Linked DNA regions of Gossypium arboreum: region 1 is linked to region 2. The links are chromatin contacts, called in public Hi-C maps. All regions are on one chromosome and are shown on one strand. Each heading gives the region's core, a stretch centred on a gene start, on an enhancer-like site or on the middle of the called end of the contact. The rest is flanking DNA. Distances are from core to core; before and after follow the strand shown. Region 1 holds the start of LOC108485426 (VQ motif-containing protein 4). Region 2 holds the start of LOC108486325 (eukaryotic translation initiation factor 3 subunit D-like).

Region 1 (2,879 bases), core at 276-2,775, 420 kb before region 2:
TCTATCATCATGAATACTCTTTAATAAACAATTGATCGTTAATATGAGCGTGAATCCCAACAACATCGTTAAGGTTAAAGGAGGAAATAAACAACCACTGCATCAAAACTCATGTAAAGCATTTAATGAAACTATAAATACCAAATAATACATAAAAGGACCATTTAAATACTGCATTAAATATTTTCAAAATACAAATTCCTCCTTATAACACATCATCCAAAAGAAAATTAAGAAAAACTAGTAATAGTCACTTTTTTTTCTTGGCCATTAATAGTCACTCATTGATTCCAATTCAAATCAGTCATCTATTTGCGCAATAATCACTTTAATTTCTCAAATTACCAAAATTTAAATTCCTCATTTGACTAAGATAAATAAATTGTTTTTAACTAGAATCATACTTTTAAAATTTCCCAGCATCCAAACATCGCAGAAGAAGTAAAAAAGCAAAGATTTCCTCTTGAAGTATCCAAGATTACAAATCATTTCTCGGCCCTTTTTTTAACATTCCTCATCTTCAGTGCCCAACAATATATAAAAAAAATCTTACAACATCATCAAAAGAAGACAAAAATAAAAATGATTTGTTTTTCTTAGTTTGAAGAAGTAGAAGAACCTGAAACTCTAGGTGAAGTAACTGGAAAAAGAGGGAGAAGCCTAGGCTCAGTATCTCGTGGTGTAGAGGCCGGCGATGGATGCAAATAAAAACCCTTTTCTTTAATTGCTTTCTCTTCAGCTTCCTTGTCTAAGTTGGCGATATTATTAATACAATCGGCGTGGTTTCCAGGTCCAGATCGATCAAAGGGATCGGATATCAAGGGAGTAACCGGGCTAAGAGTCAAAGACGGGAAGTCAAGAATGCTAGGGGAGAGTATTTCGGGTTTTCGGGGCGAAAATCCTGAATTGTTAGAGTTGAAAACCGGGTTCAAGGGGTTGATCTTGAGGTTCTTGAGAGAGCTCCTTCGCTCGTAAAGTCTAAACCCAGAGTTTTGCTTATTTTTGGGGATGGACTTGATCGGCGGGATGTGGGTTTTGAGGTTGGGATCGGAGTGAGGGGAGGAAGTTGAGTTAATGGAAGAAGCAAGCTTGGCGGTCTCGGAGGATCCGGTGAGCATCTGGACGACTTGCTTGAAAGACGAAGTGTCGGCTTGGACGAAAGTTGTCGGGTAAGGATTGGCGGATTCGGATCTGGTGATGAGTTTGGGTTGCTGGGGCAGCGGAGTCGGGGGTGGTGGGGCGGTGGTGTTGCTACTGATGCTGCTGTTGGGACTGTGGGTTTTGGGAGAAGGAAGGAAATTGGGATTTGGGCTCAGCCATGTAGAGGTTTCCATTTAGGGCTACCTTTTCTTTTGTGTTGATTTTCTTGTTTCTGTTTGGATGCTTGGGAAAAGGGGAAAAAAGGTTAAAATGAAAGGAAATGGAGGAGACAGGGATATAGAGGTTTTGGTTTGGTAAGAAATGTTTTGGTGGATTGCGAGCTTTTGGGTTCGGCTGTCGTTTTTGTTTTGTCTAAACCGTGTATTTATTTAATTATCAAGGTAGTATTTGGAAAGTAATCTGCATATGGATGTAAATATTTGAATAATATGATTGGGTAATTATTGGAATTTATGGGTTTTATTGAATTGTAACTTAACTTTTAAAGGAGGGTCAGAATTGAAATACTTAGGAAGGTAATTTATATTTAATTTTAATTTTAAAAATTATTTTATATAAATTTAAATTATAAATTTTATATTATAAGTATAAGCATCAATGAGTGTGTTGAATGTTTATGGTAAAAGGTTTATTATATTATAAATTCTAAAAGGTATATCTTGAAAATAATTTATAAAGTAAAACAAAAATATATTTTTAAATTTAAAATTTTAAAATTATGATAAAAGTTTATTATAAAAATAATTTATATTTTATAAAAGTGTTATAATATATTTATTTATAAAAAAGTGTATACTTTTTTTATTATAACATTTATAAAAAGATAATTTTCTAAAATTATGGGAAAAATATTTATTTATAAAAAGTGTTACAAAAGTTATCAATACTTTATAAATTTTTTTATAGAGGTTATATATTATAAATTTTATATTATTTTGACTTATTTTAACTTAATTTACATATTATAAGAAAATGTTATAATCTAGCATATTTCTTTGTTCAAATTAAGTTTATATAAATTTTTATTATTAAGGCTACAGACTATTTGCATTGTAAACTTAAATATTTTATGATAAATGTTAATAATACAAATACAAAAGTTTTGTTAATGATACAAATACAAAAATTTTTCTTACATCATATTATGGGATATGATATTCTTTAAGAAAATGGAGCATAAAAAAAGATGGATCGTACTAGCATATTGCATACTTCATAGCGTCACTCATAGGTGGATTCGGAATGATCCATACTTCAAATAATATATAGAATAAAGAGATTTTTATCATCTTAATTATACAAATTCAAAATCAGATGACGATAAACTCGGTCAATGACCAACATTTGATGAAAAGGAGCATATGTTAAATATTAAAATCGAATAACCCAACAAATATGAAACACTAGAACAATTAGATAAAATTATATATGATGTTTATTTTTCTTGTTATTTTTATTAGAAATCGTATTCTAAATTACTTTTTGGACTAACATAATACATATGATAATTTAATTTGAATTTTTGTTTTTTTAGAAATTCTTTTATCATGACAATATTTTTATAGTAATTATTATATTTTAAAAATACAAGTTATATAATTGTGTAATTACAATTTGTCCTGTCAAATGTGACATATAGAATTACAATGTAATTGCACTATATCAACGAAACAGATCTAAAGAATTACAATAAAATAAGTTAAAATTTACTATTAGAA
Region 2 (2,700 bases), core at 118-2,617:
TAACCTCAACAACACTCTGAACCTCACACCGTGCAATCAAATACATATCATTATCAAGTTTCCACCTCCTATACCGATATGCCACAGAAGCCACCTCATCACCTTCATTGGCAAATGGGTTCAGCTCATCAAAACTAACCTTATTCCCATCCCTAACCAAAACCTGCTGTGAAAAATTCTGATTTATGTAAGCTGCTTCAACACTCAATGAATAAGCAGAGTTAATATCATCTTTAGCTTCAGGCAATGGCTCCTGAGAGGTCTCGTGGACCGATAGCAAATCTAACTGTGACCCATCTCTTTTGTCGAAAAATAGTTTATTCCCAACACGTTGAATCACAATGTCCCAAGAATAAACTGACCTGGGTGCACACATTAACGTTGCCAGAATCGTATCAGTGGCGAAAACAGTTGCTTTGTCCTCATTTGCCAATCTTCGGATCACCGGGTCGTCAGTCGTGGTGACTTTAAAGAAGTTTCTGTTCTTGAACCTCTCGAGTCTCCGTTCGTTCTTCGGGGTAATTCGATCAAAGGACCGATCGTAATACTCTAAAGCACCGCAGAGAAGTAAATCTTCAGGTTCTGGAACGGAAAAGGATAATTTGGAGAATGTTGAGAAAGGGATTTGATCCAGCATGTTCCACTCTGGTTGGATATCGACGGAGGATTTGAAAATCGCAGCTTCACGACGTTGCTGGTTCTGGTTCGATCGGTTGAGATTATAAAGACGGTCACGTCGGGCTCGTTCTTTTTCAGCTTCTCTTTTACGGGCCTCAACTTCTTCATCTCGCCGTTGAGGAAGTTGAGGTCGGTGTTGGTTGAAGCGCCACTTGGGGCCAAATTTAGGTCGAGTAGGCGGCTTTGCGTCGACTAAACGAAAGGAAGAATCGTCTTCGGGGTTTGCAAGAGGGAAAGTATCGAGGTCGAGCGAGAAATCGAAGGGGGACTCTGAGGAGGCTGCGCCAGGCTTCCCTGAAGAAGGGCGGTTAGATGGATTGGCATTTGCAAAAGATCGGGTGAAGTCGGCGATTCGGCCGAGTTTTTCAGAGCGGGAGAAGGGAGCGAAAGGAACGTGAAGAGGGAGAGTGGTGGTGGTGGACGGCGCGGTGGCGGTGGTGGAGTCGGGCGGACCCCAGCCGTCAGGATTAAACGGAACGGCGCCTACTTCGAAAACTCCTACCATTGTCGACGGATCTCTAGATTTTTCTTGCAGTGGAGCCGAAGTGTATAAAGAGTAAAACAGTGTAAGAAGATAAAAGAAAACCCTAGACCGGCGGAGGGGATTGTCTTAAATGACAGGTTTACCATAGGAATTTGGGCCCTTTGTTTAGATTAATATGAGAACTCGGATCTCTAATTGGGCCTCCACTATCTGAGTGCTACTCATATAAATATATTTTAAGTGGGAAAGAATCTGCTTGCACTAATGCAAAACTTAAAAGCGGTTTTATATTTAATTTTTAAGTAACATTTTACTATTAAAATTTAAATATTAATTACTTAGATTAAGAGCTTAGCTTTGTAAGTGGCTTATATTAATAATTTTTTTAATGTTATGGCAATAGTTTTGTCAATGCAACATTTAGACAATAGTTGAACATGGTTCGCAAAGGTGTGTCGAGAAGCACTAAACAAGGTTGAGACGATAGTTGGATGTGGTTCACACTAGTACACGAAAATCTATTAAAGAAGATGTAAAAAGTTAGGTAGGGTTTCAACGGTGTGTTAAGTGCTTGGAGTTTTCTTAAAAACGAAGAGGGTTATACAGAGGAGCTTGATATGGCTTTCACTAAATAGGTATCGTATAATGTAAGACCATATAGTGCTCTACTAGGATGTGATTCGATATACAACTTGGCCCTACTCTTATAGAATCAACAATTGTAACATCTCTTACACGAGTCAAATCAATAACTCGAGCAAAAGATGTCACATTTCAATATTAATATATTACTTAAGTTCCATTATTATCTTTAAAATACCTCAATACATCCTTCAAAACATCATGTAACTCATCCATGTTCAATCACTAATCATTAACCATACAATCTTCAAGACATTCCCACTTCAACAGAACTTGTTTTCAAGGCATTTTACTATCTATTTAACACCTTCCTTATATAAGTACATGCCACATTATTGTCCATAAATTGAAATTCATACTTTTCCATCTTACCGTGTTGATGCAATGTGATTCGGTAAGCCACTCACGAACACTTTCCACACGATCACTTTCAGCACACTCTTTTTAGCTAGATTTCACTCCCTTTGCTACTTTTCTATTCCTTTCACACTTTTATCACTTTCTTTCCTTTGTCTACAGTACTTTCATCACTTTCTTATCTTTGGTTTCTATATAAACTGTAGCATCCCTATTTTGGCGGGTCTTAAGTTTTGGCGCATAGACTGAGAGTAATATATGTGGCGTAGTTCTATCCCCCCAATAGTTTCTTTTAGGCCTATAGAATGGGCGCATAAAAAAATTTGATATATTAGGTAAATAATGACCTTAAAATGTGTTGAGTTGTAAAGAGAAAGAGCTCGGTAAAAGTATTGAAGAAATTGCAAGTTGGGTTAACACCAAAGATATTGTACGCCAAGTTTGGTTGAAATTATTGTGCTAGTTACGTTGTAAACATTCTAGTTAGGGATCAATTGAGTAGATGAGTTTGGTATAAATAAATTTATTGGATGATCCTT

Evidence for each region. Hi-C and Micro-C count contacts between places; a contact is called where the count stands out from the background.
Region 1: a Hi-C map of leaf shows a contact between it and region 2, with 4 times the contacts expected there. The contact joins the promoter of LOC108485426 here to the promoter of LOC108486325 in region 2. A contact is called at or near these places in 2 of 5 Hi-C or Micro-C datasets (both in leaf).

What each region holds. Positions count from the first base shown.
Region 1 is chr6:46,987,352-46,990,230 of ASM2569848v2, reverse strand. It overlaps LOC108485426 (VQ motif-containing protein 4), which reads right to left and starts at 1,525. Exons shown (of 1, transcript XM_017789263.2): 1 at 383-1,525. The coding sequence starts at 1,334. The coding sequence ends at 597.
Region 2 is chr6:46,570,279-46,572,978 of ASM2569848v2, reverse strand. LOC108486325 (eukaryotic translation initiation factor 3 subunit D-like) reads right to left here and starts at 1,367. Exons shown (of 2, transcript XM_017790321.2): 1 at 1-1,367. The coding sequence starts at 1,183.